6 separate regions of the Mus musculus genome follow, and regions 1, 2, 3, 4 and 5 are each linked to region 6. A link is a contact called in public Hi-C and HiChIP or PLAC-seq data. All regions are on one chromosome and are shown on one strand. The core of a region is the stretch at or near the end of the contact, and the rest is flanking DNA. Distances in the headings are between cores, read along the strand shown.

What was found. Hi-C and Micro-C count contacts between places; a contact is called where the count stands out from the background. HiChIP or PLAC-seq counts read pairs in DNA pulled down with a chosen protein or histone mark.
Region 1: a contact with region 6 is called in an H3K4me3 HiChIP or PLAC-seq map of bone marrow-derived macrophages, with 5 times the contacts expected there. The contact joins the promoter of Vps4b here to the enhancer-like site in region 6. A contact is called at or near these places in 6 of 39 promoter capture datasets (the 3T3-L1 cell line, the C10 cell line, cranial neural crest and 3 more), 1 of 15 datasets of contacts at CTCF or cohesin (the NIH/3T3 cell line), 20 of 115 datasets of contacts at active chromatin or transcription factors (the 230-238 cell line, the NIH/3T3 cell line, T-cell acute lymphoblastic leukemia and 15 more) and 4 of 9 other capture datasets (adipose tissue, liver, macrophages and 1 more).
Region 2: a Hi-C map of the MNK3 cell line shows a contact between it and region 6, with 7 times the contacts expected there. The contact joins two enhancer-like sites. A contact is called at or near these places in 1 of 15 datasets of contacts at CTCF or cohesin (large pre-B cells), 7 of 484 Hi-C or Micro-C datasets (the MNK3 cell line, Sertoli cells, bone marrow-derived macrophages and 3 more) and 9 of 115 datasets of contacts at active chromatin or transcription factors (Th17 cells, acute myeloid leukemia, embryonic fibroblasts and 6 more).
Region 3: a FOXA1 HiChIP or PLAC-seq map of pancreatic cancer cells shows a contact between it and region 6. The contact joins two enhancer-like sites. A contact is called at or near these places in 2 of 15 datasets of contacts at CTCF or cohesin (large pre-B cells and pro-B cells), 3 of 484 Hi-C or Micro-C datasets (bone marrow-derived macrophages, embryonic stem cells and peritoneal macrophages) and 2 of 115 datasets of contacts at active chromatin or transcription factors (large pre-B cells and pancreatic cancer cells).
Region 4: an H3K4me3 HiChIP or PLAC-seq map of bone marrow-derived macrophages shows a contact between it and region 6, with 4 times the contacts expected there. The contact joins two enhancer-like sites. A contact is called at or near these places in 1 of 15 datasets of contacts at CTCF or cohesin (large pre-B cells) and 3 of 115 datasets of contacts at active chromatin or transcription factors (bone marrow-derived macrophages, large pre-B cells and thymic regulatory T cells).
Region 5: an H3K27ac HiChIP or PLAC-seq map of microglia shows a contact between it and region 6, with 7 times the contacts expected there. The contact joins two enhancer-like sites. A contact is called at or near these places in 2 of 15 datasets of contacts at CTCF or cohesin (large pre-B cells and pro-B cells), 8 of 484 Hi-C or Micro-C datasets (B cells, the C2C12 cell line, the MNK3 cell line and 5 more) and 4 of 115 datasets of contacts at active chromatin or transcription factors (acute myeloid leukemia, fibro-adipogenic progenitors, microglia and 1 more).

Annotation. Positions count from the first base shown.
Region 1 is chr1:106,794,680-106,798,146 of GRCm38.p6, reverse strand. Vps4b (vacuolar protein sorting 4B) reads left to right here and starts at 1,422. Exons shown (of 11, transcript NM_009190.2): 1 at 1,422-1,726. The coding sequence starts at 1,700.
Region 2 is chr1:106,735,541-106,739,165 of GRCm38.p6, reverse strand. The region is part of intron 7 of Kdsr (3-ketodihydrosphingosine reductase); the gene reads left to right. Among named protein-coding and RNA genes, the nearest start is that of Kdsr, 22 kb to the left of the region's middle. Within about 2 kb of position 2,080, at least 11 of the 459 cell types and tissues checked have an H3K27ac peak or open chromatin away from gene starts, as enhancers often do. A contact at or near this core is called in the MNK3 cell line, where this site is marked.
Region 3 is chr1:105,923,710-105,926,952 of GRCm38.p6, reverse strand. All of the region lies in intron 2 of Gm41927 (a long non-coding RNA gene), which reads left to right. Among named protein-coding and RNA genes, the nearest start is that of Gm41927, 9.0 kb to the left of the region's middle. Within about 2 kb of position 1,927, at least 78 of the 459 cell types and tissues checked have an H3K27ac peak or open chromatin away from gene starts, as enhancers often do. A contact at or near this core is called in bone marrow-derived macrophages and pancreatic cancer cells, where this site is marked.
Region 4 is chr1:105,963,690-105,966,945 of GRCm38.p6, reverse strand. No RefSeq gene overlaps it. Among named protein-coding and RNA genes, the nearest start is that of Gm26214, 20 kb to the right of the region's middle. Within about 2 kb of position 1,600, at least 50 of the 459 cell types and tissues checked have an H3K27ac peak or open chromatin away from gene starts, as enhancers often do. A contact at or near this core is called in bone marrow-derived macrophages, where this site is marked.
Region 5 is chr1:106,813,980-106,817,301 of GRCm38.p6, reverse strand. No RefSeq gene overlaps it. Among named protein-coding and RNA genes, the nearest start is that of Vps4b, 19 kb to the right of the region's middle. Within about 2 kb of position 1,796, at least 39 of the 459 cell types and tissues checked have an H3K27ac peak or open chromatin away from gene starts, as enhancers often do. A contact at or near this core is called in bone marrow-derived macrophages and microglia, where this site is marked.
Region 6 is chr1:106,406,988-106,410,556 of GRCm38.p6, reverse strand. No RefSeq gene overlaps it. Among named protein-coding and RNA genes, the nearest start is that of Gm41928, 110 kb to the left of the region's middle. Within about 2 kb of position 2,191, at least 115 of the 459 cell types and tissues checked have an H3K27ac peak or open chromatin away from gene starts, as enhancers often do. A contact at or near this core is called in the MNK3 cell line, bone marrow-derived macrophages, macrophages and 4 more, where this site is marked.

The DNA of each region.
Region 1 (3,467 bases), core at 173-2,672, 390 kb before region 6:
TCCATCTTATTTTTATTGAAAAGTTTTTCCATATGATATATCCTGATTATGATTTCTCATTCCCCAACTCCTCCCAGGTCCCTTCCACATTCCCACCCATCCACCTTCATGTTCTGCTTTCTCTCTCTTTAGAAAGCAAACAGGAAGAAAAAGAACCCAAAGAAACACATGCACACAAAAATTACATTAAAGCACAAAATTAGAAACTACAACATACAGGAAAAAGACAAGGTAGAAAAGAATGTTCAAAGTATGAGACAAAAAGTCTACAAAAATACCTTTGAGTTTGTTTGTGTCGGCCTAGGACCTGTCCTTAAGCGTGGTTTATATACCCGTTAAGGTTTCATTGGAGAAAATTAATTTTTCCTTTGCAAGTGAGTGTCATTGCAGATAGTTTCTTGGTTAGGGTGGGAGCGCTCATCCACTTCCCCCTTTCGGTGCTGGGACCCCATCTGACTTGAACTCTGCTCTTCAGTCCTTTTGTGACTCTGCTTCCTTGGAGTCCTCCAAACTCCTCTGGCTCTTAGTCTTTCCTCCTCTTCTAGATTTCTTTGCTCTGGGGTGGAGGGATGAAGATAGCCCATTAGGTCTCTCACTGAACACTGACTGTTCAGTTCCGGGTCTCTGGTTAGTTCCCATATACTACAAGAGGAAACTCCTTTGATGATTGGAGAGTGAATCACTGATCTATGGGTGTAGCAGAATGTTGTTGGGAGTCATTTTTATTGCTGTGTGTGTTTTTTTTTAATCAGAACAACAGTATGTGGTTTTCTCCTAAGACCATGATTATCCAGTCTAAAGTTCATGGCTACCCAAGCAGTTTTGTTCCATCCCATAGCTGGGTCTTATATCCAACCAGAGAGTGGCTGGCTATTCTTACATTTGTGCCAGTATTGAGCCAGCCTATCTGCAAGCAGCTCACCACTGTAGGTCCCACGGTTTGTAGCTGGGTGATGGTTACCTTTCTCCTCTGGTTCTGTGCAAAGTACCTCCCAGTACCGTAAACACTAGACAGTAGGGGTGAAGGCTCCATTTACATTTTACCATTTTATATACACAATAGGTATTTTATTGTGCTGGAATATAAGGAGCAGATAGCAATAATTTCGAAAAGAAAACCTTAGTTTGAAACGCTTGCACAAGAGTTGCAAAAAGAATTTTCGAATTCCAACGTACTTGTCATCCAGCTTTCTCTTAATAGCATCTGAAATGACTGTACTATTGCTTACTAAAACTAAAATGTTAATGTCCGATACATTAGCTGAGCTACACACTTTTGTCACACTTTTATGTTTTAACAACTGACGTCCCTCTCCAGCACCAGACTTCACTCCAGAATCCCCCACATGCCTTTAGGCTGACTTCCGCATCTCGGCTTCCTGTTCTCATTTCGCGAGAGTTCATTTGTGGCGAAACGCATCCTGGGTGACTGGTTAGCGCGTGTGCGGATGACGAAGCGGAAGTGCCCGGGCCAGAGGCGGGACCAGAGCCCTAAGGGGCTCGAAATTACGGAAGTTTTGTGCGGAGGGTCGGGTGGCTGCTGGAGTTCCTGCTGGATTTACGGCTCCGGAGCTGGGGCTGCCGCTGGGGGGGTCTCAGAGCCGCCAGCCTCCGCACGGTTTGCGGTGGTGACCCGGGCGCGACTCGACGGCGCTGCTGCGGGCCTTGTCTGTAGTAGGGGACCCCTCGGATCTCCACCATGGCGTCCACGAACACCAACCTGCAGGTACCGCGGTCCTTCTGGGCTCCTCTGGGCCCCTCTGGAGAGCCGGAGCCCGCGGGGAAGGAGTGGGGGCGGGGGACTGAGAAGCGGCCGCGCCCCTGTCCCCGGCGGAGGAGGGCGGGCCCGCGCAGACGGGACCCGGGCGAAGGGGCGCTTCCCAGCGGGGCCGGCCTTGGCATCGCCTCAGCCTCAAGGTCTGTGGGACTCTTGGTTTGCTTGTGAGATTGGAAAACAAAACAGCGGAGTTTGGGCCGAACTGGGCCGATCTCTCCAACCAGGAAGATCTCCAGTCTGTCCACCAAGAAGAAAGGAAAAGGGTTTTTTTTTTTGTTTGTTTGTTTTTGTTATTGTTTTTCCCAAAGCAGTACTCCGGACCAGTTTAGAATAAGGTTTGCCTTCTCAGTTCCTTACGCTGATAAACAAAGACGTCCAGGTATCCGGTGAATAGGCCAAGAACCTTAGGTTAGAGCGAGCCTGTTGGCACCATCCCCATGAATTCATTAAGAGTATGTTCTCCCGAATTACTGAATTTAAGATCAGGGAGTATTTTAATCTGTATCTTCACTTTCCCGCCCTCATCGCAAAACAAAAACAAAAAGTGTTTTCTAGGTACATTTCGGATTCCTAAGATAATGTTAGAAAGGGGTTATTGCTGCTTCGTGGAACGGTGTGCATTGGCAAATGTTTGTAACGCCGTCTCCCATCATCCTTGGTTCGTCCATGGGGTCCAGAAGAATAACCAAGACTTCTAGCCAAATAGGTTGGTTAGTTTCTTACCAAGGAGTAGGACAAAGTACCCTTAAATATTGGTCTTCTGGTAGTCAAATAGGTATTTGTTCAGTGTCTGATATAAGTAACAATGATAATGTAAACATATTTCCTTAACGTAGGATAATTGATTCTGAAGAAATTCCACCCAAAGGAAGGGCATTTGAATAGGGATCACTCCACACCAAGACGGGGAGTAGAGGTTTGTCTAGTGGGTCTTATCCTGAAACTCAACCTAAAAGATTATGAATGATTGCTCTCTTTTATAAAGTCTAAATGCAGCCATGGCTCATTTTTAAGAATTAAGAGTAAGTTCACTATTAATCTGTATGTATATTTTTTTTTCCACAGAGTTTTTGTAACCTTATATTTTGTAGCCCTTTTCGGAAAATGCTGGGGTTTTGTTTTGGTTGTTTTGTGGGGTGGTTAGTGGATTTGTTGTTGATGATTTTGCTTTTGTGAATGTATTCGTTGATTGATAACGGCTTTCCTGTGGATATTAAAGATAATTTCATTTGTGGTACTCATCTTTCTTTTTCAACATTTGTAGTTTGATTCTGTAACCAGAATGCATTGTATGTTAATTGGATTGTTGGATGTTCTTCAGTGAGCCAGTTAGAGACTGAAAAATATTAAAAGTATAGCTGTGAGTGGTAAGAAGGAGGGATGTTGAGCTACAGTTGTGTTAGTGGTTAGTTCCACTGTGGTTTTTCTCCATCAGACTTTTCAGCTTTCTAACCAAGAAAATTTTGATAAAGAATTGTTAAATGAGTAATTTCCCCAAGGAACAAAATAAAAATCTTTGTAAATAGATGCTTTTAATCTAATGCGGAATGCAAATAACCAAGAAAGCAAACAACAACAAAATGCCACCAGAATTTAAATACAATTCCATAAGATTATAACAGAATTAGAGGTTAGTGTGAGCTGGCATCCCAGAAGGGTGTATCTCACTCTTCCTAGGATAAGTAAGACA
Region 2 (3,625 bases), core at 831-3,330, 330 kb before region 6:
TGTGAAATGTGTGTATGATCTTCTGTGTGTGCTGTGGGGTGTGATGCAGATATTTACACAGATTCATAATAGTAGCAACATTACAGTTATGAAATAGCAACTAACAACCTTATGGTTGGGGGTCACCTCAACACGATGTGTATTGTCTGTGTTATGTATTGTATGTGTGTGATGGATGATGTGTTTGATACAGTGTTAAGTGTTCTGAGTGAGGTGTGTATGTGATGTGTGTGTGTGTGCACGTGTGCATGGTGGTGTGTATATAGTTTGTATTTGTGACTGGAGGAAGTTGTGCATGTTTGGGTGTGTGTGTGTAGTGTGATGTGTATATGTGATATATGGGGGTGTTATACATATTTGGGTTTGTGTGGTATGTATGTACATGTTTGGGTGTATATGTGCGTGTGCATGTGTGTGTGTGTGTTTGGGAGTGTGCAGGTGTGTATGGAGACCAGAGAACACCCTTGGGTATTCTTTTTCAGGTGGTGTCCTTGGTCTTGAGACAGGGTCTCCTACTGTCCTGGAACTATCAAGTAGGCCCGGGAGTTCTCTGGTCTCTACCTCCTCCTGGCTGGCTTTGCATGTGCGGGTGCTCAGAGGCCAGACAGGCACTTTATCTCCCTAGCTCTGTTCTGAATCTTCAGCGTAATTTTTATGAATGTATCCTACTTTAGGTCCTGGCTGTTTATCAGTTAGTGGGTCTGTTAGGTGCAGGGTGCTGAGCCAAGACTTGACCTTCCAGGCAGAGCTTCCTCCTCCCTTTTTCTGCTCTCCAGTCCCCTTTTCTTAATGTTGAACTTACTTGTTTCCAACTTTTAGCTCAGTATTTTCTCATAGGACGCAGTTGGCTGCCTAATGCTACCTGTGGCCTTATCACTCCCACTTCTGACCCCTGACCCCTAGAGGGAGCCATTTCACCTATGTGTCTAAACCAATCCATACATACATACCTACATACATACACAGTGAATGCACCTACATGCATGCATAACATGCATACATATATGCACATACATTCATATGCATCTACGTACAAACTCGTGTTTTAACTAGGGAAGCTAAAATTTGAGCCTCAGGTCTACTTTGTTCTGCCTGTGTGACCTCTGTTGGAGTCAGATTCTGTGTTTATGAGTGTTGTTAAGTTGAACCTCTATAATGGCATTTCCTTTCCTGTGTGTCTTTGTTTAACTGAGAGCATTTGTAGGTCATTCACTGGGGAGAACTGGACGTCTTTTGAGCATCTGAACCACTGACCTTTCTGTTACTTTCATTCTTCTTCCTCCAAGCCCCTTGTCATGGGGCTCCACCTTCTGCCAGGACACAGGCCCTGGGGGTGACATCCTCTGCACTCCCCTGTGCTGCGCTTCCCTTCTCTGTCCCTTGCTGGGGTCTGTGCCTTCCACTGCTGTCATTTCTCTGCTCACCTTGGTGGCCCTTCAGTCATTCCAGAGAAAGGCACGTGAGAGGCACCATTTGTTTAGAGTCTGGTTCACAAGAAGGCATCTTCCTTTTCCTATTTTTCGTTGCTGTGTGTGGTAGGGTGTTTTACTGGGTGACAGTTGAAAATGACGGTCCTCACGGCTTTGCGGGCATTTCTTACTGAGTTCTAGCTTCTAGGGTTTCCTGGGGACCCCACTGACCTGAGATGCCTGAGAAAAGCAACTCGTGGCTTGTGGTTCAGAGACACCCGTCCATCAGGACAGGGAGAACTGGCCCGGCAGATCAGTGCTCCTTACAGGAAGGAGAAAAAGGGGGGACAGCAGAGAGCCAGCTGAGCCATAGCCTCAGCAACACATTCCTCCAGCTGGGCTTCAGCCCCTACCTTTCCCCACCTTCCACTAATGCTCAGGGGCCAAGCAAGCATCCGTGACTGAGCAGCTTCCTCATACACATGGGAGGTGTGTACTCCTGGTGGGGTTTAGTTGTAGACACTCTTTTCCTTTTTATCTTTTAGAATGCCGTTTGGTGTGAAGTGTTTTATATGCTAGATACTCAGGACCGCCCCTTTGTTCTCTCATGCACTCAGGTCTGGAACATTGAGGTCATTGTTTCCCATCCAGAACACTTGGAAGCATTCTTTGTGCAGTTGTCGCTCAGGAGCCCCACTTTCCGGCTGACTTCACCACCTCATCTCTTACTCACTATTGGTTTCTTCTTCAACTTTATTTAATTTAACTTCAATTTTTATTTCTACTGATTTTTTTAAGCTTAGATCTGTCTGTCATGGATTTGTCTTTAGTTACTGTTCTGTTGTTGTGAAGAGAAACCAAGACCAATATAACATAAAAGAGAGCATCTACTTGGCTCTGTCTTACAGTTTCATAGGGCTAACCATTATCATCATGGCAGGGATCATGGTGGCACTCAGACAGATGTGGTGCTGAAGAAGGAAATCAGAGCTAAATCCTGATCCACAGGCCACAGGCAGGTAGACAGACAGACAGACACACACACACACTGCACCTGGTGTGGACTTTTGAAGCCTCCACCCCGTTCCCACTGAGTTTTCTTCTATTTCTAAGGAGCTTCAGTCAGAATGTTGCTTGGTTGTATTTTTGTTCTGTTTCTTTTCTTGGTTTTGAGTCTAGGTGTTCTCGACTCTGCTCATGTTGGTGATTGCATTCAGCAAGGCAGTGGAGCACAGGTTGTAGAGCCATGTAAAGCCCTTCCGCCACCTTCTGCTTTACATATGGAGGATGGGGTGGCAGTGGCGCCTTCGTTTCCTTAGCGTCTCGTGTGTGGACAGATGGCATGGGACTGGTCATTTCCGCCCCAGTGGCATCTATCTCCCTTGCATGTGTGCAGGTCATACAGAATGACTGGGTAGTCCTGAGCTGAGAGTAGGCTCTATTCATCTGGTTCCCCATCTTTCCCTCTGCCATGACACAAACAAACAAAACAGATAAACAGGTAAAGTGGGGCTGAAGGAAACCCACGAAAGCTTACCACCTCACACTGAAGGTAACCTAGTTTTAGACTTAATTATTTTATGTGGTTTTTCCTCTTAAAGTGTATGTGGATCTCTGTAGCATAAATTTGGGGTGTTTATGTAGTCTATATTCGGTTTTTGTTTGCCAAAAAAAAATGGGTTATTTATGTAGAAACAACCTCTTCATTTTCTTTTGAGTTCAGTCAATTTTATAATTTCTTTTTGCTTTAAAAACATAACTTGGAACCAAACCTCCTGCTTCAAACCTGCTAAGCAAGCATTAATATTTGCTGCATACTCTTTAAGTCTGAAGCCAGTGAAGTAGTGACTTCCCTGAGATTTGGTTGTTTTGTTTTTGTTTAGCCTACAGTAAAATTTTAGACAGATTTCTAGTGACTGGAACCTGCATTGATCTGTGGGCCCAATAGGGGGCAGCAGACACTCTTCTAACTCAGTGCATCTTGCCTGTCCTTATCCACCTGGTGTGGAGGGAGAGCAAATCGGTGAGATGTGTGTCCTCTCAGATTCTAAAAAAAAGAAAACCTGACTTTTGTGAAACATGAGCTATGTTTCTATAATCACAGTATTCAGGAGGTCGCAAGCCTGCTTGGGCTACATAGTCAGACCCTGACTCACAAAACCAGACATGGAGGAAAAAGTGTATTCTAATCTTTCCCCTCGAGCCTACATAGTCAC
Region 3 (3,243 bases), core at 678-3,177, 480 kb after region 6:
CCGTAACTTTTAAACTGTGATGTTGAATATATACATATAGACAGCACATTATATATAGTACTTCCTTTTAAAGTATTTAATTGTATATAATACTTCCCTTTAAAGTATAAAATGCCTCATGTTATATGCTATGTAAATCCAATGTCTTTGTGAATATGAATTATGATTGCACAACAGATTGAGTGGATCAAGTACATTATTAATTCCAAGAGTAGTTTCTTTCCTTTGCAATTGTAATTAATGCTACTATGAACGCAAGCAAGGTAGCTCAGTCAGTAAGTGCTTGTCATGTGGCTTGAGGAACTGAGTTCACTGGAACTTACATTTGATAAAAAGCCAAGTGTGTGCCTTGCACCTTAAAATCCCAGCACTAGGGAAATGGAGAACTGTGGAGCCCTGAAAAAAATGACACTCCAGGGTGATCCCTGTGCAACCACATGTGTGTGAGCACACAGGGAGGGGGGAAGGGTCGGGAGGAAGATCATGATGCCATTATAAATCATTATAAATATCTTTCTGTATTGAAACACATCAATGCCTTTGACCGTCAGCTCACCAATCTAGAGTCTAAGCTATTTTGCAATGACAGCTAATACAGGAATCTTTCTGTTTATGACAACAGGTTATTACCTGTTTGTGCTGTCTTTCTACTGTGAAATGGAAAAGTGTATTGAAGTCACATAAAAGAATCATTTTCTTCAATTTGGCAAACATTCATTGAATCTGTGTGACTCTAAGTCAAACTGAGAGCCCAGGAAGTAGTTTTCTGATGAGTCACAGATATATTAAAATAGCAAACACTTTACTTTTTATTTTCATAAAACACTGTATGACAACAGAAAAAAAAGTCACTGAAGGTAAAAAATGGCTTTCTTAGCCATTTGTAAGCTGTTTTTGGATTGTCTCAGACAACTCTCCTTTACTGAATGTGACTTTAAAACACTCCTCTGTTGATGAAGAGTGGCCTGAGCACACTCAGTGCCAGCCACTGGGTCAGCAGCCTTGGTTCTGCAACAGCCTCATGCTCCCTGTGACCTCCAGAGCTATTATGAAATTTTCCAACGAAAACTCATTTCAACTCACAGAGAGCAAATAAGACAAATTCTCACCAGGCCAATCATTATGAGGCTAGGAATTTTCCTAAGTAATACTCAAACACCAGAACACAACTCTCACAGGGAAATCCTTCCTGTTGGTATTTGTACCAGGAAATGAAGGCAAGTGAGCGATAGTGTTTCTACTGTGCTGAGCATGACGAGTCAGCAAACATGGATGGGTCTGGAATGCACAGTAGCACTAATGCTCTGGGACTTCAGATAGTGTGAAAGTGAAAGTCTGTCTGCACAATTATGTACAGCACATCCCCTACATTTAAAATGAGACTTATGGGAAACAGTGAAGAAATAGTTGACTTTCAGGGAAACTTTGGGGCAGCGTCTCATTGAGATGGACTTGTCAGGGTTCTCTGGAAAACAGAACCAATCAGATGACTGTGTGTGCAAATATGCGTGGGAGTGTGTGTGTGTGTGTGTGTGTGTGTGTGTGTGTGTGTGTGTGTGTGTGTGTGAATTTAGGGTAAAATAGTAACAACAGCTAAATAACTCTCAAGAGGCTGAGACCCATGTAGTTGCTAGGTCCTTGAGGCTAGAGTGGTCCCAGAATCACTGCCTCTCACTGAGGAGTTGACAACACAGTAGTTGCTCAGTCCACAAGGGTAGGAACCTCGGCAGTCCCAATCTGAATACCAAACATACAAGGTTCCCACTGGTCTTCCTTGTGTGACAGAAGCCCAGAAATGCTGTTTCTGATGTCAGCCAAGGGACCAGGAGCAGCAATAAGAGGGGAGGCAAGAGAGTGTAGGGTGAGATGGTATTCCTTCTGACATGACCTTTTAACTAGGCTGCTACCAGAGTTCTGTGTCACCAACACTAGGGGTGACTCTAGCCTTATCAGTCAAGTGGATCGGAGCCAAGTCACTCTATTTAGATGATCGGTGGTAAGTTGACATTAAAGCCAACTATTATAGCAACCAAGCTGGCTTTGAACTAGTTGTTTCTGACAATGACCTTGAACTATTCTTCCCCACTTTACCTCCCTGTAGCATGTAGTTTTTGCTACCCTGCTTTAAGCTCCAGGAGAACCATGCCATCAGCCCCTGCCCAGAGAATATTAGATTCACAGATGAAAACCTTGGACACACACACAGCTCAATTTCAACCTGTCTTATTGACTCAATTGCTGGGCGCTTCTAAACTCCTCCAGCTAGTGTGCTCTTTCTAATACTCTGAGCTCAGCACCTCTTAATTTGCCCTTAACTTAGTTACCCTCTCCTTGTTCAACAACTCAAAACTGCCCTCTGCATAGTTGCAGTTCTAATCTCCTATCTGAGGCTGGTCCTGAGTCTCCCTCCAAAGCATGGGGAAAATCCCTCTTTCTGTTTCTGCATCTCTTCACCTGCCTGCAGGGACCCAGAAGTCCTCTTTCCTTCTGCCTAGCAATTGGCCTCTGGCATTTTTATTGATCGATCAAGAACCAACTGGGGAACAGGACCTTAGCATCAGACCCACCTCCTACACCTCCCAGTACTGGGATTATAGGTATGTGCCATCATACCTGGCTTTGTGTCATGCTAGGATTGAAGCCAGGGCTTTGTGCATGATAGGCGAGCACTCTACCAAATGGCATTTGCCATCCCTCACTATTTTAAAGTTGTATTGCTTCCATCCTTTAGAGTATTTGCAACAATATAACACTCAAATATACAAGAAAACCCACCTCTGGAAGGGTGTCCAGTTCATGTGTTTAAAATTCCAAGCCTTAGATATCTGATTTTGTTGGGACTTCTATCATTTTAGCTCTTCTGGGAACATCTCTTCTTCCTTTGTATGAAAACTTCTTTTATTCCTTACTACTCACCAATTCCATAATTTACATACAATTTTATAAAGTAGAGCTGCATGGTAGAGGTCATTCTTGGCTCTCTCTTGTCATCACTTTTAAAAACTAGGAAAAGAATAGATTGGAGGATGCTTCTATATGAAATACGTTCTCTAGGTAACAGGAGACATTTTTCAAAACTGATGTAACCTGGTCTTTCTCTGTGACCGGAATAGTGGAAAATAAGAAGAATATTGATGAATGAGCAGGAGGCAAGGTAATCTCCTTAGACTCATCAGCATCCCAACATGGACATGGGAAGCAGTGAGGGGAATACGTTGATCAGGGAGACGTAGGGGAGAGACC
Region 4 (3,256 bases), core at 351-2,850, 440 kb after region 6:
TATGATATTTTCCAGCTCTAACCATTTACAGATCCAGATCATGGAAAGGGATCTTACTACGGTCTTGATTTGATGTTCCTTTTCATCACACACCCTACCATGGGCCTACTGTCCCATTAAAACATCTTCTTTGGAGAAATATGCATTTTTTTTTACCTAATTTTAATTTTAATTGTGTCTTCTTGTTGAGCTGTAAGGTTTTTTTGTTTTTTTGGGTTTTTTTTTTTTTAAGTATATATCCTGGATACAAATCTCTTACAGATATTTGGTTCGAAGATGTCTCTCATTGTGTAAGGTTGTCAATATATTTTCTCAATAATGTCTTTTTATGTACTACCTTTTTGATGAGACAGGATCTCACTAAGTATCCTCTTAGCATTTTGTCTAAGCTCCACCCCACAGTTACCTGGCAACAGCCAGGTATTCCTGACTTAATATTAAAGGGGCTGCTTGCCCCCTCTGCTTGATCTTGTCTCTTGATCTTGCTCTTACCTTCTTTCTCCCTCTTTGTCCTCTTGCCCCTTTTCCCTCTCTTCATGTGGTCATAGCCAGTCTCTACTCCTCTTCTCTCTCTCTCTCTCTCTCTCTCTCTCTCTCCCTCTCCCTCTCTCACTCTTAACTCCCATTCCCATACCCTGAATAAACTCTATTCTATACTATAGAATATTGGGGCCCGCAGAGGCACCCCCTTCCCTATACCTGACTACATATCCACAAAAACATATTCATTCTCCCTTTTTCGTTTTATAAACACATCATATCCCTCAGTGGGTTGGAACTCATAATGTAGGGCAGGTTTGTCACAAATTTACAGAGTTCCTATTGCTGTTGTCTCCTAGGTGCCAGGATTAGAGCATGTGATACCTGGATTCCATTCTGAAGTTCTATGTAATCCAATTTTCTTTCCTTTTGTGGATTATTCTTTTGAGCCATCTCTCAGAGTCTAGTATCAAATAAGATCAAAAAAATTAACCCCTTGTTTTCTTCTGAGAGTTTCATAGTTTCAGCTTCTAGATTTAGATATTTGACCTATTTGAATTAATTTTTGTATATAATATAAATTACGAGTCCAACATCATTCTATTGCATGTGGATATCCATTGGTGAGATAGACTATTCGTCTGCATTCTGTTGTCTTGGAATTGTTGTTGATTAGTCATAGATACAGGCTGTTGTTTCTGGACTCTAAATCCTATTCATAGGCCCATATATCCTGTGTGTATGAGTGTGTTGGGATAGCCTGCCTTCTACAGGATAGAAGTATATGCTAGAGATCAAATGTATAGTTGTCTTAGTCTGTTTTCCGTGGCTGTAACGGAGTATCTGAGTCTAGGTAATTTATAATGTCAGGAGGTTTATTTTGGCCCTGTTCCATGAAGCCAGCAAAGTTCTATATTTAGAGGCCATTTCTAATGAGGGCTGCATGCTGTTGGAACTCACAACAGAAAGTGGGAGGATCCCATGACAGTGGAGGAGGCGAGAGAATGCTGAGAAAGCCAACTTGATTTTGTAACAACTGACTGCTCGAGGTAAGTAATCCAGTTTCACAAGAGACAGCACCCATAGGCCTGAGGCTTCTGGCTCCATGAGGTCAGCACTTCCCATGAAGTCTTCCTCCCGTCAGTGTCAGTCCCATTGAGCAATGAAGGCTCCAACCCACAAGTGGGAAACACTCACACCGCAGCCCTCTTCTGATGCTTTGGTGGCAGAAGAGCACTGTTAACATTGGGCATGAGTCCCGTCAACAAGCACACCAAGAGCAGTGGCTAGGGAATTTCTCGAGAACTCGAGTGCTTAAACAGAAGCAACCTAATGCAATTTGTACTTGGCAGACCTTTCCAAGAAGCATAGCTTTTATTTTCTTGCTGGATGAATTCCTTCTACAGATACAAGATCAACATGTCAAGAAAAGGAAGGTACATGAAAGACACAGCAAACCACTTGGAACTGGTGCTCTGGGAGGTGAGAGTGCACATTGGGGCGAGGGGCATTAGGATGGCTTACTGGGCATTGCATAAACCATCCCCTTTCCTCAGCCTTTGAATGGGAGAACGTGCTGGTAGTTACTTCTCTGTTGCTGTGAAAAAACACCTTGACCAAGGCAATTTAAAGGAGAAAGGGTTAATTTAGCTTACAGTTCCACGGAGATAGATTTTATAATAACATGAGAGCAGTAGCCGGAAGCAGAGATCTAATTTCATCAGAATGAGAACAGGATGTGAGGCTATAAGCCTTGGAGCAGCTCCCCAGTGACATACTTCCTTCATCAAAGCCGTACTGCCAAAAGCTCCATGACCTCCCCATACAGTGCCAATGATTAGGGACCAAGTGCTCAGATGCATGAGCCAGTGGAGGACAGTCCCCACTCAAACCACAGCAGTGGTCAAACTGCCTAAGACTAACTTCAGTTTAACTGCATGCAATAAAGCTTTTAAAAACCATTTAATATTTTGATTAAATAAAACTTTATTTATAGTCTGTGTATTTCCTTTTAAATAATTACAACACATTGTTTATATTTGTATTATTAATATGGTTTTATTTAGACATTTAAAAATGATTACCTAACAATTTATTGAGTAGTTTTTTTTCTATCTTGCTAGAAGATATTTATTACCTCACAATAAATACTATATGTTTGCCCTGTATGAGCTATTATATAGGCTCTGTGACCCAGGTCCTTAGTCAGTTTGTAGGTGCAGAGTTGCGAAACATTCAGATGGCTCTGCCTGCTCTGGTTCTACTGGCTTCGGACTCATATTTCTAGCTAATTAGATCCCTCATCCTCCTTAGCCTCTCAATTCAGCCAAGGCCCATGGGAGGTTTTTCCAAATAGAATTTGAATAATATGCTAAGAGAACTCTATAAAGAATTAGAAAAGAAGAAAACACCAAATCAGAAATATTGAACATGTATCAGAGGATCCGGAAAGAATGAGACTTCCTCAGGCCTCTTAGTCCATGAAAATCTTTTCTTAGACCTGTTTTTTTTTCCCACACTACCCCAATATCCCTTTCTTGAGTTTTAGAAATAAGCATTATGAATTCATTTCTGAATATGCTCGCTTCTGTTCCTAGACCCCTAACTTCTGCAGGGGTGTGGGACATGATTGCTAACAGAGGCCTATAGCCCATATGTCTAAATATTTACCAGTTGTAAATCCAGTCAACAAACCGTTAAATAGTGTAATAGCATCCTTCCTTGATAAATACAACTTTACAGTGACTTAGAGACAGGTCCTAACCTTGGCTTTCCT
Region 5 (3,322 bases), core at 547-3,046, 410 kb before region 6:
CTTCTAGGATCGATAAAGCAACAGAGATGAGTACGGCCCCACCCTCTATGCCAGATGCAAGTCTGCATGGAGCGGACGGAGAGATGGGTCTCACACTCATGACAAGCTGCTCCCAGTGGCTTCTTGTACTCCTGCCTGCTGCGCACAGCAGCTTCTGCTATTGTGGAGGAAAACAGACCGAGCACGGACCTCTATTCTCACACTCACTGTCCAGCGCACCACTCTGGCTTTTCTTCTCCCTGTGAACCTTAGCAAGGGTGTTCCCAGCAGAGATGAACTTCTGAACTGAGTGAAGGGGGACAAAACAAAAGCAACACTAACATCCTTGAAAGGTCTTCAGGGAGAATCTGCACACGCCCTGCACCTGCACTCCGCGAGCTGAGTCCCTGAGCCCCAGGGCTCATGAGAGCCTCTGAAACTACAGATGCATCCCATCCCACCACACCCGGCTGTTGTTTAGCCTCTCGTGTCTATGTTTTCCTTACCACGCTACCTATCTCTAAAATGGCTTGGTATTTTAAATCGGTCCCTCAAAGCCAAACGTAATTACGGTACTCGAGACCATTGTGCATGGTGGAGATGTGTTTTGGCGTTTATGCTTGACTCCTGGGGAACAGAATAGGAATGAAAGTCTTGGTGATTTCGAAGTGAGACCCAAGGACAGTCTCACTTCAGTGCTTTCAAATTTACTCTTATCTTAAAACAAGATCAGTGATTCCTGCTTTATAAGGTTGCTGCAAAGATGAGAGGCAGTTGGTTGGGTTTGTGGCTGTAATGGATGCTCAGTGAATGGGGGTGGGGACGTTCCACCATTACTTTTACCTCTTTGAAACACTTAATAGCAAGAAATAGCATTTTGTTCCTAACAGAAAAATGAAAACAACTTTACAGCTATGGGCCTAGGGCAGTGATTCTCAACCTTCCTAATGTTGTGACCCTTTAATACCGTCCCTCTGGTTGTGGGGACCCCCACCCATCATATCATTTCATTAGTGCTTCGTAACTGTAATGTTCCTACTGCTACGGATCGTCATGTAAAATTCTGATATGCATGCTGCCTGCTATGAGAACCCCTGGGGGGTCGGGACCCACAGGCTGAGAACCAGCACATCAGTGTGTCTACCACAGCATAGAACCTTCTCTGATAGAGACTGTTGAGCATAAAAGTTTAGGGAGACTTACTCCTGGCCTCTGTTGGAAGAGCTTTGTACTGGCTAGTTTTGTGTCAACTTGACCCATCTGGAGTTATCACAGAGAAAGGAGCTTCAGTTGAGGAAATGCCTCCATGAGATACAACTGTAAGGCATTTTCTCAATTAGTGATCAAGGGGGAAAGGCCCCTGTGGGTGGGACCATCTCTGGGCTGGTAGTCTTGGGTCTATAAGAGAGCAGGCTGAGCAAGCCAGGGGAAGCAAGCCAGTAATGAACATCCCTCCATGGCCTCTGCATCAGCTCCTGCTTCCTGACCTGCTTGAGTTCCAGTCCTGACTTCCTTGGTGATGAACAGCAGTATGGAAGTGTAAGCCGAATAAACCCTTTCCTCCCCAACTTGCTTCTTGGTCATGATGTTTGTGCAGGAATAGAAACCCTGACTAAGACAAGCTTTATTTTACTCAGGTACATGGAACGATGCCTTTGTGGTGTATTGCAGTTAGACCTTGCAGTTATTTCCGACATGTAACACCCATGGGTCCCACGGGTCTTTAGGTCAGTTCCCACAGGCTCTGAGCTAGAGCTATGCTGCTGACTGAATGGGGCTTCTTCAGCTCAGGACTTTCTTCTGTCATAGTTTAGGTTCCTCTTTGTCATCGTGATCCCTGCAGAGCAGGGTCTTAATGCTCTGGGCTTCTGCATTTTTACCGCACTGTGGATTCTGTTGGATGTTTCCTCTTTCTTTTAGTAAAACAGAATAGCACGCATGTGTGTGCCATCTCTTGGTCTCCCAGTTAACAGCACAATTCTCTGAAAATTGTAAAGCTTCCATATTTTGCCAGCGGGGTTTGCTTCTGGGGCTGACTTCTAGCTAAGTGATTTACCCCTCATCAAGCACAGTTCACTCGCTGGTTTGGGAACTAGAATTTCCTGTTGACACTTGCAAGTGGGTGAACCTTTCTAAGAATCTTGTCTTATCACTTTCCCTAAAACCTCCATATCCACGCACTAGTCCTGTTCTCAGAGTTCGTAACCCATTCCTATTGAAAGAAGCCAGCATTGTGCAATAGTGTGTGACAAGAGTGAGCAGTGGTCCAGTGACTCGTGCAGGGATGGGCTGGCTACTCAGAGGAACCAAATCCTGAGCTGCCTTCTCAACAGGAGGGAAGATTCTGCTCTTGCTGAGGCCAAAAGAAAACTGAGTTTTCACATTGCAGCTGAGTTTCGAGGTGGTGTGTCCTTCCAAGCAGACCCCTTCTAATGCTCTAAGAAAGGCTTTGAGCTGTCTAACTGAAGTCTGGATTCAAACCTAGAACTTGAGAATTCTAAGCCTAGAGATAGCCATGTCCTCCACTCCACAGTGAGCAGGCATAGCATATAAAATCACATCACCATTATTTCTAAGATGTAATTGTATTATAATGCCCATGGGTTACATGATCTGTGTACAATGCCCCTCTTTTTTGTTTGAGAAATTTAGAAGGAGCTTGGAGGGTTACATGGCTCTCACGTAATAATCAACCCAGTATACATCTCTTGATTGACATGTTGGCTGCTTGGATCAATTACATGATACTTTACACTCTGTGGTCTTTGAAGAGATCTGGCTTATGAATAAGCTAATGTCTCCATGCCCCTCCAAAGTATATCTCTTGACCTAGATCTGCCATTTTGGGAGCTCTTATGATATCCATTTTCTAGTGTTTCTTACTTGTTCCTGGCACAGAAAAACTGCTTTGTGCTGGGGTAGTTCTTCCCTTAGTAGGGATAGTATACTTTCTCCTTTAAGAGGCAACTTGAACCTTTTGCTTCTAAAAAGCCCCACCATTTAAAAGATAGGCCCACAAACATGAGAACTGAGCACTGCTGTGCTTTTATGCCTTTGTGAATAATGTGGCCTGGCTGTGTGTTTAATAACTATGGATGCCTTGTCAGAGTAATATATAGAAAAAGTTTGTGGTTAACTCTAGAAGCCTGTGTGTGTGTGTGTGTGTGTGTGTGTGTGTGTGTGTGTCTTTGTGTATGTCTGTGTGTGTCTGTGTGTCTGTGTGTGTCTGTGTGTGTATGTGTGTCTGTGTGTGTGTGTGTGTGTGTCTGTGTGTGTGTGTCTGTCTGTGTGTGTATGTCTCTGTGTGTGTGTGAGTGTCTGTGTGTGTGTGTCTGTGTGTGTG
Region 6 (3,569 bases), core at 942-3,441:
CTTCTCTTCTCTTCTCTTCTCTTCTCCTCTCTTCTCTTCTCTTCTCTTCTCTTCTCTTCTCTCCTCTCCTCTCCTCTCCTCTCCTCTCCTCCCCTCCTCCCCCTCCCCCTCTCCCTCTCCCTCCCCCTCCCCCTCTCCCTCCCCCTCCCCCTCCCCCTCTCCCTCTCCCTCCCCTCTCCCTCCCCTCTCCCTCCCCTCTCCCTCCCCTCTCCCTCCCCTCTCCCTCCCCTCTCCTCACCCTCTCCTCTCCTCACCCTCTCCTCACCCTCCCCTCCCCTCCCCTCTTCTCCTCTTCTCCTCCCCTCCTCCCCTCTCCCTCTCCCTCCCCCTCTCCCTCCCCCTCCCCCTCTCCCTCTCCCTCCCCCCTCTCCCTCTCCCTCTCCCTCTCCCTCTCCCTCTCCCTTTCCCGCTCCCGCTCCCTCCCCTCCTCTCTTCTTCTCTTCTCTTTTCATTTCTTTCTTTTTTAGTAAGAGTTGCCTTGGTCATGAAGTCTCTTCACAGCAATAGAACAGTGACTGAGATGGTAACAGCAATCTCTCTGAGTTTGAACATTTTGGCTACACATCTATATCACATGTAGGCCCATGGGAATATATGGATAAAGCAAAGAGTAGGAAAGATCAACTCCACCTTCAAGTGAGTCACCGTGAGGGCAGAGTTTAGATGGTGCCATCCCACCGTAGAAGGCCACATGTACAGTGTGTGGTGTGCATGAGGAGGGGTCACCACACAGTGAGGGTGCTCTTCACTCAGACAGTTGGGCTCCTCAGAAGCTTCCTGGGCTCTCAAGCACAGAACTCTTGCCCCAGCCGTGGCTGTGCATACCAACTGCTGGGGAACAGTGGGGAATACACAGCACAGGGAGGTTTCGGCAGGGATCTGTGACTGTTCTCTTCAGCAGGAACTGGTACCACACAGTCCTGCAAACGGGGGAATCCCAAAAGATCCACAGGAAGCTAGGTGACAGGAAATGGGATGGAATGTGAACTAGGCCATTAGAATCTAGGTCAGCCACAAATCTCTTCAGGCCTACTGGGTATCATCTAAGTGTCTGGTAAATTGTTGACTGAAGGAATTCTTATCACAGTGGTTCTCCAGTTAAGTGACCACAGACTTGCTTTGTCAAGTGGTCTAGATGCCCTGAAAGCCTTATGTAGAAGTGGTTCAGGTTTCAGATCAATCTGTATCTCTCTTCTGAATCTAACAATTTGCTGACATATATAGGTATAGATCTATAGAGATATAGAGATAGAGGTAGAGATAGAGATGAGATAGAGATGGAGATATCACATCTTTAACTTTGGACTTGGTTGCTGAGGGCCATACCAGTATTGGTTAGATCCCACGGGGGTGGGAGCTAGGGGCTGGGGGCTGGTATGGAGTTGGAGAAGGAATGAGTCAGGCATGGTTGTGGGGCTGCAGTTCTTACAGCCTGACTGACGGGCAGTGGGGCACTTCTTTATTTATATAGAACTCAGTAAGCAAGGATAGATTCATGTTCTAAGAGAGATCCTTCGACACATTCAGTCTCTAACTCCAAGCCAGTTGTACTATTTGGAATCATTGCTGCTGTGGAATTTGATTTGTGTGCCCAGGAAAACCACACCTGAAACAGGAAGTGGCAGCGAGGAGCTGGCAGCCCCAGAGGAGGGTGCTTGCTGCTTCCGGAGGCACTGGCATGTGAAGTCACCACCCTTTGGGAAGGCCGAAGGATCTCTGACATCCTCTTGCTGATGACCCTAGAAGAGTCATTAGTCTTCCCCAGTTGTAGATCTGTCTGCTCCGCATGTTCCCATTTTCAAACAGGATAGGGTTTGGATGGAGGGGTCCTTCGTGTGGACTGCACCCTGGCATGTGCTCATCCTCTAGTTGACAGAACTGGGACCAAGAAATGGGGAGAAAGTGGAGACAGGACCCACAAAGATTTCACACCCACACACATCAGTATACAGGTCTAACTTTATTACTCAGTACAAAAACTTATATACAGCTTCTCAGCCAGTAAGGGTGAGGTTATATAATCAAGACCCAACTGGAGGATTACAGGAGCTCTCTGGCTTTGTTTGCCCCTTACTCTATAGGGGAGCAGGCTGGTTGCCCAATGGAGATTTTCAGAGAAGACAGAGGAAGCAGCCATCACTCTGGGCTCTGGTCCTTTATTCTGTCTCACCAGTTTGCTGGGAGCCACTTCCTATCTTAGACTGCATACAGCCTGATCGGGATTCCTCCAGCAGGAGACCATGAAGTCTAGCTCTGATCCACTTCCTCCTCCACTAGGTTCACTCTCACATCCCCCACAGCTAGTCGCCCCTGGAGGTCCCCTACAAAGCCATCTCTGCAGGTCCTGGCCTCAGGTGAGAATAGCTTGATCTCCTGGTGACCTCTTTCAGTCACTCCTAGCATTTCTGACTCTCCTGGCTGTGGTCCCAGTGTCACTTCCTTCATTTGCAGACTGAGATTCTGAGACGGTGACTCATCCAACTGTGACTCTGTCTCGCCCAGGGCTAGCGAGGTTCCATCCATACTCGGCCATGTAGCTGTCCCCTAGCTTAGCCACCAGCCCCGAGAGCCTCTCTCAGAACCTGTTATTCTGCTGTGAAAAAGTAGTGCCCTGGTTTTTGATGGAGTACTTGGCAAGGTCCTTGAGTACACCCTTCCCCACCCCCCCCCACCCCCGCCACCTCCTCAACCTTCAACAGCTGTGATTTTCTACCTAGGCTGCAAGAGAACAGCCCAGGGAACTTTAGGACAAAGCAAGCAGCCTGCACCTATCTGTGGCTGCTGACTGGCTATCTCTTTGAGGGAGATGTGGCCACAGAGCTTGCTAGAAGCTCAGTTCACCAAATGACTGACTGGCAGTTGAGGGCAAATTCACTGAAGGCCCTCACTAAAGCAAAGCCCTCAGAAACAGGCTCCAGTCCCAGATGCCCTCGGCACTGCTTAGGGATCCTTGAATTTCACAACCTGCCTCATGCTCCTATCTGCCTTGATCTGGTTCCTCCTGGCTCCACCCAGCCTCAGTAGCACCTTAGCCATACAGCGTGTCCTGTTCCAAGACTGTGCTTCCTAACAGAATCATTGTTAGGTTTTCTGTGGTGGGAGGAGTACCATGGTGGATTCATGATGGGTGGGATAAGTCATGCCACAGAGAGCACACCAAGAAACAAGTCTCACACAAGAGATAAGGGGCAGGGGAGATGGAGAAATACAAAGAGCAAGAGACAGAGGGACCAGGAGACAGAGAACAGGGCCTCCTCATCAGGAACCTTTTAAAGGATGTGAGTGTCGCCTTTGGGCTGGTATGTCAGGGCTGCTGGCACTGAGTCACTGAAGGCAGGCTGGGACTAACATTCCTCCCCTTTGTTTATAACAAAAGGTGAGGAATAGGAAGGAGAGATTGGGTGCCATGCTTTTTTAGACTGCTTCCTGCTGTGTGGGGCATTGACATCTTTAGGGACCCAAGAAAGTTGGGATGCTGGCCAAGTCCCTGGAAGAGCAAGCTGTTTCACTCACTACACAGTACTGGGGGACCATCTGGGGATACGGACATGCAGGCAGCAGTTGGAACA